3 separate regions of the Oryctolagus cuniculus genome follow, and all the other regions are linked to region 1. The links are chromatin contacts, called in public Micro-C maps. All regions are on one chromosome and are shown on one strand. The core of a region is the stretch at or near the end of the contact, and the rest is flanking DNA. Distances in the headings are between cores, read along the strand shown.

Evidence for each region. Hi-C and Micro-C count contacts between places; a contact is called where the count stands out from the background.
Region 2: a contact with region 1 is called in a Micro-C map of ear pinna, with 13 times the contacts expected there. The contact joins two enhancer-like sites. A contact is called at or near these places in 3 of 6 Hi-C or Micro-C datasets (ear pinna, psoas muscle and an unstated tissue).
Region 3: a contact with region 1 is called in a Micro-C map of ear pinna, with 4 times the contacts expected there. The contact joins the promoter of CAMK2G here to the enhancer-like site in region 1. A contact is called at or near these places in 2 of 6 Hi-C or Micro-C datasets (ear pinna and psoas muscle).

What each region holds. Positions count from the first base shown.
Region 1 is chr15:64,974,783-64,978,112 of mOryCun1.1, reverse strand. No RefSeq gene overlaps it. Among named protein-coding and RNA genes, the nearest start is that of PLAU, 32 kb to the right of the region's middle. Within about 2 kb of position 1,487, at least 3 of the 8 cell types and tissues checked have an H3K27ac peak or open chromatin away from gene starts, as enhancers often do. A contact at or near this core is called in ear pinna, where this site is marked.
Region 2 is chr15:64,876,679-64,880,008 of mOryCun1.1, reverse strand. It overlaps CAMK2G (calcium/calmodulin dependent protein kinase II gamma), which reads left to right. Exons shown (of 20, transcript NM_001099953.1): 6 at 432-504; 7 at 652-754; 8 at 1,191-1,274; 9 at 1,715-1,809; 10 at 2,457-2,579. Among named protein-coding and RNA genes, the nearest start is that of CAMK2G, 26 kb to the left of the region's middle. Within about 2 kb of position 1,723, at least 4 of the 8 cell types and tissues checked have an H3K27ac peak or open chromatin away from gene starts, as enhancers often do. A contact at or near this core is called in ear pinna, where this site is marked.
Region 3 is chr15:64,903,080-64,906,409 of mOryCun1.1, reverse strand. It overlaps CAMK2G (calcium/calmodulin dependent protein kinase II gamma), which reads left to right and starts at 1,618. Exons shown (of 20, transcript NM_001099953.1): 1 at 1,618-1,723; 2 at 3,073-3,167. The coding sequence starts at 1,659.

The DNA of each region.
Region 1 (3,330 bases), core at 238-2,737:
CAAGAGCCCAAAACTTCACAGAGTCATTTCAGGCATATGAAAAGAAACTGCTTTTCTATTTGCAATAATGGATGAGGATCAGAGTGAAAGGGGGGAAAGCAAGGTGTAACATAAACTGATTTACTCGTGATGGCTAAAACCTCTGTCCATTTGAAGTGAGCCTTCACCAGACCTAAAAGCGTCTATTTTTCCAATAACCTGATACAAGCTTCGGTCAAGGCACCAGCCATAGCAGCTGCACTAAGCTGTGAGCTCTCATGGGTTATTTTTAACCTTGAAAGCTCCCTGGGACCCACTTGGTCACCAGTATGCTCAGGGAAGGGCTTGGGGGCCTGAATCCAACCATGTATACCCCCCAGGGATAAATGCCACATGGACAACGAGGAAGGATTTTTATTAAATGGCTGATTAAGATTTCTTCATGTCCTCAGAATAAGGTTCTTTAGTAAAAACTGGATCAGAGAGCTCAGCTTTAGGCAGGAGGCCTTAGCAAGAATTCCTGTTCCCTCTCTCTGAATCTGAGAGTTCATGACCCAGCCAGCTGCACGCAGGAGGATGGCTTCCCAGCTTGGAGAGGCCAGGCCCTTTATGGTCACCATATGGAGTGAGGAAGCCAAAGAGACAAAAGTGAGTCATTAATTCCAGCTATGGAACAATTCTCTCAGTGTGCTTGCCTCAGACCTGAACTTGCTTCACCTCTTCAGCACCACTATCACAACAACTTCTTAGGCCCCTGGCCTGGCATGATCAACCTTGAGGCTAAACGGAGTTTGTCTTCTTTGAGTCCCTTCTGACCCCATGCTGCCCACAAGGTCATCTCACTTAGCTTCTCCTGTCCCAGCCAGGGTTCTGGGTCCCACTCCACCCACGGTTGCCTTTCACCACCAGCCCAGCAGAGGCCGCCAGAGTGATGCAGATGAAGCCAGAATTGGCGAGAGAGGCTCCTACAGGGCCCAGGGGCTGGTGTAATATCCTATCGTTTGGAAGCTCTCAGTACAAGCATCCATCTAGGACAGGCACTCTAAGTCTCCAGCTTGGACCTCTCCTTACCGTTCTCCGAAATGCAGACAGAGCCAAGCTACTTCCACTTTAATTATTTTAAAAAATGTAACTGATTCCATTTTTTACAGCTCCATATATATATGGGTATATATATATTTATATATATTTAGTAACAAAACAAAGTTGCTATAACTCTGGTGTATTTCAAATGTTTATAGTTAGCAAATTAAAGCTATGACACCCCTACACACATACACACAAAGAGTCACATACACAAACATCTGTGTGTGTATAATGCAACATTATGGAGCATTTCACACGCTTTGAGAAAATAATACAAAATGTAGGAATGGTAGTGATATTAAGTTTGGAATATATGTTTTCTGCTGATACTACTGAGTGAGGCTGAGTACAGCTCTGTGATATGTGCGTAACCCCACACACTTAAGGCTTATCGTTGAGGCTCTACATAAATATGAATACTACCTAATCCACTGCCCGTTCTTCACCCCCTCCTCCCACAGTGTGGGTCACCATGAGAGAAGTGTGGAGTGGAGAATAAGGGGTGGAACAAAAGTTACTGGACACCTTCATGCAGCTCCTAACCTGCCGCCACAGAGGAGAAGCCTGGGCTGGCTTGAGGCATAACACTGGACAGTAAGAAGGAAGCTTCTCTGCTGCCCAGCTGCTCCCCAAAATTAGCATCCATCAAAAAATTCTCTTCACTGGCTCATTATCCACTCTCTTTAGGCCCCAGCGCCTTTTCCTGTGTTTGTATTGTTCTTGTCAGAGCAGGAAGTCTTCCTGGAAATCTTCCAGAAATTGGACATCCTCTTGCTAACCCAAGGGACATTGGTCACAAGCATGCACTGTGCCGCACCCCCACCCCCGCTCTTGGCCCCCTCGACTCTTGACCAAGGCCAGAACAACAGGAAGTCATATTCCCTCCTGGTGAGCATCAGCCCTGAGCCTTTCTCCCTCCACAGTAACACCAAGATCAACAACTTCTCGTCATAGAAAACAACAAGGTAGAAATATTTTTTAAAAGGATTTACTTTAGAGGCCAGCACTGCAGCATAGTGGATAAAGCCGCTGCCTGCGGCACCAGCAACCCATTTGGGCACCAGTTCTAGTCCTGGCTATTCCACTTCCGATCCAGCTCTGTGCTATGGCCTGAGAAAGCAGTAGAAGATGGCTCAAGTCCTTGGGCCCTTGAACCTGCATGGGAGACCTGGAAAAGCTCCAGGCTCCTGGCTTTGGATCGGCGCAGCTCCAGCCATTGAGACCATCTGGGGAATGAACCAACGGATGGAAGACCTCTCTCTCTCTCTTTGCCTCTACCTCTCTGTCACTCTGCTTTTCAAATAAATTATTTATTTGAGAGAGAGGCAGAGACAAAGATCTTCAGTCAACTGGTTCACTCCCCAAATGGCTGTGACAGTCAGTCTGGGCCAGGCTGAAGCCAAGAGCCAGGAACTCAATCCAGGTCTCCCATGTGGCTGCAGGGGTCCAAGGACTTGAGCCATCTTCTGCTGCTCTCCTAGGTGCATTAGCAGGGATCTGGATTGGAAACAGAGCAGCCAGTACTCAAACTGGAGCTCTGATATGGGATCCAGCATCATAGGTGGTGGCTTAACCCACTGAGCACCAATGCTGGCCCAGAAAAAAGAATTTTTAGAGGAAATGATTAAAATGCAGAACACCGGTTAAAAAATGACAATTACTTACATTTTCACAATGTTGCTTTTCTGTGGGTTCCTTTCATTCACTCATGTGCACATGAGGTTCAGCACTGAAACTCCCCAAACAGATCCACTGTTTCCACTCAGTGCGCCAGGCTCTCTCCCTGTTCTTTCTCCTTGAACTGTCAAAATCTTCATCTCCTCTAGTCTTCATGGCAGATGCTAAGGCCAATGTGAGAGTACCCAACTGTGTTGCTATCCTTGGAAGATCTCATTATAAGCTAATTACTCAGGGTGTCCTCAAGCATCCATAAAAAGGGGTTTCTGAGGTCTACCATCTTGTATACAAAGTATTGAAAGTCCAAAGCACCCTGAAAACTAAAAGTTTTTGTATAACTCAGAGATAAAACCTGACTTGAACTGATGTGTAGCTCTTTAAATTCCCCATTTAACTGACTTAATGTGAATATCCATGTTTTGTTCTAGAAGTAAGTGATTACCAGGGCCCCCACCCCATTCTGATGAATGCTATAGAATAAATAGCATGCTCACCATGTTACCTTATTAGAATTTGAAAAACTCTGAATTGTGAATACATCTAGTTCCAAGGATTTGGGATACTGTATCTTGAACTTTGGAAATTCCT
Region 2 (3,330 bases), core at 474-2,973, 98 kb after region 1:
CTAATGTAGATCCTAGGAGGCAGTGGTGATGTATCTGGGTCCCTGCCGCCCACATAGGAAACCAGATTGAGCTCCAGACTCTTGGCTTTGGCCTGGTCCAGCCCTGGCTGTTGCAAAGATTTAGGGAGTGTTCCAGTGGGTAAGAGAGCTCTGTCTCTCTGTCCCTGTCTCTCTCTCCCTCCCTCCCTCCCTCCTCTTTCTCTCTCTGCGTTTTTCTGTTTCTAAAATAAATAAACTTTTTAAAATAAAATAAAACAAAACAGATTTTCAAGGTATGTTGAACTAGATGAGGTCAAAGTCCTAGCTCGTCATTCAGTGATTCTCTGTGAACCTGGGACCCACCGTTCCCCATGCGATTAGTCTGCAGCGTGTAGATGTGGATGAGGTGGTTTAACCATGCACTGACATTTATTTTCCTTCTGCTCTTTTAGCCACTGTATACACCAGATTCTGGAGAGTGTTAACCACATTCACCAGCATGACATTGTACACAGGGACCTGAAGGTACAACCCAGGCTCCGCATCCCTTGCCTCCAGCTTGTGATATGTTGGCGCCACCTGGTGCCAGATCTTGGTACTGCGTGGGCCCAAACTAGGCTCCTTCTGGGCTACAGGGTGGCTGCCTCATAAGATTTTCTGTTCCTTCTGCAGCCTGAGAACTTGCTGCTGGCGAGTAAATGCAAGGGTGCCGCCGTCAAGCTGGCTGACTTTGGCCTCGCCATCGAAGTACAGGGAGAGCAGCAGGCTTGGTTTGGTAAGGGTGACCCTGTCTTCCCGGAATGCAACCCCCGCCCTTCCTCCTCTTCCTGATCTGCCTTCCTCTTTCAGAACCAGAAGCCAGACCCTAAATGGTCTTGGCCTCCTTGGAGACTGGAGGAGGGTGGGAGGGCACAGAGACTGCGCCTGGCCCTACGTGACTCAGTATGGCGAGTCCAGCTGTTGTCAGCACTACGTTCTTGCGAGCTCTGGGGAGGAGTTAGGAGTTCCTGGTAGGCATGTAGACTTGCCCTCTGGCTTAGATTCCAGGCACTTGCAAGAAGCCCAGCCTGCCATTTCTTGCAGTCTGTGTGCTAGAAGCTTACATAGCAAAAATAGCAGGAATGAGAAGGGACTTAGGGGGAATTGCTGATGTGGATCTACTGAGAAAAAAAGGGGGGTTCACTGTGCCTCTACCTTCTTTTCTACTACAGGTTTTGCTGGCACCCCAGGTTACTTGTCCCCTGAGGTCTTGAGGAAAGATCCGTATGGAAAACCTGTGGATATCTGGGCTTGCGGTAAGCCCACTCCATGCCACCCGCTTTCCTATGTTAAGGGCCCTCGACTTCCAGTGATGGCGAGAAAGAGGCGTCACGCTTCCTTGCCATGGTGCCTGGTGTATGTGAAATCACGGTGTTTGCTCTGATCCCCTGGGATGGCTGTTCCCATCACACTCCCCCTCCCCGTACTTCCTGGATTACGTCCTCTGCTTCTTGGAGAGGGATTTGCCCACGCCTTGGATGGGTTGTGCCTAAAGAAGTCCCTGATGTGACTTTGGTGACGTGAGGAGTGAGGTGTAGCAGGAGGGGCTAGCGGCACAGCAGTATTGGCTGGCACCCACTTCCAACTCTGGTTTGGCCCTTGCCTTTCTGGGTGGCTCTGAGCCCTGCATGGCTTTTCTTGGTTCCTCAGGGAAGTAGGTGACTGACCCCCGTGACCTGTGTGTTCTGTCTCGCAGGGGTCATCCTGTATATCCTCCTGGTGGGATACCCTCCCTTCTGGGATGAGGATCAGCACAAGCTGTATCAGCAGATCAAGGCTGGAGCCTATGATGTAAGGACCGGTTTGCTGGAGAGCCGAGCAACCAGGCCGGGCTGGGCAGATTTCTGCCCCTCGGGCTCTGTCCAAGGAAGGGGGTGTGTTCAGTGTGTCACGTGACACAGGGGGCTGTCAGGGGACTTTGAGGACCCAGGGACGGGCATACAGGGCTCAATTCTTGCCACCCCACTTCACAGGGAACAACTCACTTTTTTGGGCAGCCTTCTTGGTAGCTATAAAATTAAGAAGCCCAGTGAAGCACTTTGATCCTTATTTACAAGGAGTGGAGAGGCCGCCTGGAGTGTGACACAGGGAGGCGACATCCAGAGGCTCCCACCACTGCAGTGGTACCCGGACACAGCACTGAACCTCTGTTTCCTCCTAAGTAGAGAGATGGGCTTGAACCCGAGGATGCCGGAGTCCCCTTCCGGCTCTGCTGTCATGTGCTGGCATCCTAACCATGATTGTTCTGTCTTTTTTCCCAGTCTCTAAGCTGACACAGGTTCTGGGGTACTCTCAGGGCTTCTCCGGCTCTCTGCTGAGTAGCTCTGGGTACCACAGACAATCCCAACTGTAGTATTTGGGATGAAGACAGAGCCTGCGTTCGGGGGTGTGAGGCTCACACGTTTCAAATCACTCCTCCCCCTGTTCCTGCTTCGTAGTTCCCATCGCCAGAATGGGATACGGTGACTCCTGAAGCCAAGAACTTGATCAACCAGATGTTGACCATAAACCCGGCAAAGCGCATCACGGCTGACCAGGCTCTCAAGCACCCATGGGTCTGCGTAAGTGTCTTCACCTGGGGCCGAAGAGTTCTGTGGTGTCAGTCCTCCACGGGTCTTAGGTAAACCACGACCCCCGTCCTTTCTGCCTGCAGGGAATCAATCTAGGCCATGAGTCGGGACCCAGCAGGAGGGAGAGGGCCTGGGAGGGGCCCAAGGTCCACACATATCAAGGGGGGAGGGGCACGGGGAGGCTAACAGATCTTTACCTGTTTCTTGCGCACTCACTGTCGTCAGGCTGTGATTTGGTTCCGTTACTATGTGAGGGCTTGGGCTGACGGTTGCAGACTGCAGTAGTGGATGATGGAAAGCAGTTGACAAAACCCAAAGTGGGTGCCAAGCTCAGGGCACACTCCGAGCCAGCTCTTACACAGCTCTAATGGAGCTGTTACCAAGACCTGACAGATAAACACAGGGGCCTCGGAGCAATTAAAAAGAGCATGATCCTGCAGCTCAGTGGCCGAGCTGCCATGCCGAATCCCTGGGAGGGCCCTGAGAATGTGGGTGTGGCTTGACAGACTGTTTTCGTGCAGTTCTGCCAAACTGAAATACCTACTTTCCGTCAAAGAAAAAAGATCTAGTATACTTGGGACATCTTGGCAACCATGCTGTGTGTGTTTATTTGTCCTTTCCTGTGTTTGTTGAATGCCACTTTGGTGCAGGTGTGGGAAATACAAAGATGACTAAGGCACTGGTCCCTACCCCCAAAGACCTTAAAGGTTACCTGGGAAGAGAGATACTCAGACAGGCAGCC
Region 3 (3,330 bases), core at 369-2,868, 72 kb after region 1:
GGCAGTCTGGTTTTCAGAGCGGCACCCAGGGCTGTTGGGTAGGGAAAGGAGGGAGCCAGCCCTGAGAGCTTTGCTCCACCCACCCCTCTGGGAGGCAGCTCGGAGGGCTGGGGCGCCTCTCAGCTGCCTCCTCCAGGCAGAGCGAGCCTGCAGACAATGGAGGCCTGCCTCCCAGTGGGCGTCCTGCTGTAATCAAGGCTGAGCTGCTGCAGTTGGCTGAGCGCCATCCTGCCCAGTAGGGGCTGGCACTGGACTTGGGGTACAGCTCTCTCAGGCAGGGTAGAAAACTTTCCAGCCTATTTCTCCTCCATTGAGAATTATGTGTCTCTGTCCCACCAACCTGTCCTCGTAGGGACAGAAGAAGGGGTGATAACTCCCTTTAACATTCTGCAAATATTTACTGAGTCTGGGGCTGAGTATATGGTGGTGAACAAAGGAGGCAGAGGCCTTGCCCTATTGGAACCTATAATTTAGTGAGAAGGCAAATATTAAACAAATTATAACAGCAAACAGTTCTATTTAGGTACCAGGTACTATTCTAAGTGCTTTATGTGGTTTAGCTCATTTAATGCTCACAATGCTATGAGGTAGATACTTATTATTATTTCTAATTTCAGATAAGGTAACTGAGGCAGACAAAAATTAAGTAACTTGCCCAAGTTCACACAACTGGCCACTGAGTTGCCAGTCTGAGCCTGGTGGTCTAATCTGAGTTCCCTCTTGAGATAAATATGCTGTAGTTCTACTTGTCTCTCACACCAGAAAATCCACCCTGCCACACAAGTGCAGGGTGCTCTGCAAGAAAATGGGGATGTTTTCTCCATCTTTCCATTTGCTTTTGTAGTGCCCAAGCACGGAGCCTTTTGAAAGCATTACCGCACCATCCCTTTCATTCACTGGCCTGAAAGAGCACATTCTCTCATCTCTAAGATCCAGCACAGGAAGGCACAGCTCCACCTGTATCCTTGTCCCTGGCCTGGTCGCTCTGATCCAACGGCACCTGATGCGAGTTCTCCTAATAATGGCCCTGGTGCTTGCCCAAGTCTAGACTGTCAGCTCCACGACCTCAGGCTGCTAGCAGCTGGCTCTGCACCAGCTGGGCTGTGACTCGGGCTGCTTGACCTTGGCACGCCTTGCACTCGAAGTGAGCCCTGGGTGGGGATGGGGGGAGACTTGGGACCCCGCCTGGGGGGGGGGGCCTCTCCGGAGAGCTGGATGGTCCAGACCCTTCCACCACTCCTAACACGTACACCCTTGCACACACATTCCCAAGCCCTTGCAGGGTGGGCTCCGGGACGAGTCTACTGGTCGCAAACCTCTGTCCGCTCTGGCGGGTGCCCTGGAGCTGGGACCCCTCCTCCAGGTTCTCTAGCACGCCTGGCCCAGCCCGGGCGGCTCCCGGGCAGGGCGGGGCCAGTGGCGGGAGGCCCCACCCCGGGGGCGGTCCGGGGGCCGGGCGGGGGGGGGGCCGGCGAGGCTGGGGGCGGGGCGGGCGGGCGGGCGCGGGGGTGTCCCTCCCTCCCTCGCTCTCCCCGGTAAAGTCTCGCGGTGCTGCCGGGCTCAGCCCCGTCTCCTCCTCTTGCTCCCTCGGCCGGGCGGCGGTGACTGTGCACCGACGTCGGCGCGGGCTGCACCGCCGCGTCCGCCCGCCCGCCAGCATGGCCACCACCGCCACCTGCACCCGCTTCACCGACGACTACCAGCTCTTCGAGGAGCTCGGCAAGTACGGCCCGCCCGCCGCCGCCCGCCGCGGCCCCCCACCCTGCCCCCGCCGCCCGGGCGCTATGCGGCTCCTCGCCCCGCCCCCGGCCCTGCACTGGCCGCTGCAGCGCCCCCTCGGCCCGCCCCACCCCCAGCCTTTCCCGCCTGCTGCCTCCGGAACCCCCGCGACCCCCACTTCATGCCCCGCAGCCCCCTTTGCGCCCCGCAGCAGCTGCGCGGGCTGCTGCACTCCGCTCTGCCGCGGGGACTGCAGCCCCCCAAACAGCTCCTGGGCGCCCTCCAGCCCCGCCCCTCCCTCACCCTTGCCCCGACCCCTCCTGCTCGCCGCCCCCTCCCCACCCTGCTCCGGAGCTCACTGTGCACCCTGTCCCCACGTCCCACGCGCCTGGCACTCAGGACCCTCCCCAGCCCTGCAGCTTCAGACCCGCTGCGGTGCCTGGGAGTGGGGGGGATGTTTGGTGGCCGGCCCCGCCCCCCCGCTAGTGCCGCTTCCAGGATCCCAACCCCGCTGCTGGGCAGCGCTGCAGCACCCCCGGCCCCTCCCCCCACCCCTGCAGTGGTCCCAGGAGCCGCGCGCCGCAGCCGCAGCATCCCCCTCCCCTTCGCACTGAGCTGGCCGCTGCTGCAGCCCCGGCCCCCCCACCCCCACCCGCGGCGCCGAGCCCGGCCACTGCAGCCCCCGCCCTGCCCGCCCCCCAGACGTTTCTAGAGCCCGGGAGTGCGAGCTCCCATTTGGGGGGACGTAGAGGAAAATATCATGGGGAAAGGGCGCTGTTGATGTCAGACTCACAACTGTGTCCTCTCTTTTCCTTTGCTGTCAGTTGAGCTGGGATGCAGTGGGATGAAGCCGTGTGTGTGTGTGTGTGTGTGTGAGCGCGCGCGTATGTGTGCGCGCGTGGAGGGGGATTGAGCCTCACTTTCCCCATGGCTAAGAGGGATTTTTCTCTCAGAAGATTGATTATATCCTGTTTTTGACCTCTCCTTCCCCTACCTTCAACTCTTCCTGCTGAGAAGGACAGGGTCTCTGTGTTTCCTTCTCTCCCCTGGTTGTGTTACCCAGGACCCAGGGTTATCAGTGAGATGCAGCAGGTGTGTGTTTTAAGCATCGCCCACTAGCTCCTGATGTGCAGCCCAAAGCTAAGGCTGCTGTCTTGCCGGGGGCCTCCATCAGGGGTGGGAGCAGGGTGGTACTCCAACCACGTCTGTGCAGTGTCACGAGGTGGTCACGGCTCGGTGTGTGAGTGTGGCTAGAGGTCTGGTGGGGGGAGCATCCCTGCCCTCAGACCTGAAGTGTGTCTGTGTCACACTGCGCTGCTCCGTGTCCCAGTTCTTTCCCCCTTCTCCCTCCAGGGGTGCTTTCTCTGTGGTCCGCAGGTGTGTGAAGAAAACCTCCACGCAAGAGTATGCAGCAAAAATCATCAATACCAAGAAGTTGTCTGCCCGAGGTGAGCATCCCTCCTTCTTGGCCTCTCCATAAGGGGTCCTAGGGGATGTGACTCTTTGAGAAGCTGCCCCAGGAGTCGGGCGCTGTGTGTTTTAGCACTTGGATGAGAGTTGAAATTTCAGGGTGGGTGGACTTTGAAGCAAGACGAGGAGTTGCACTGGGGA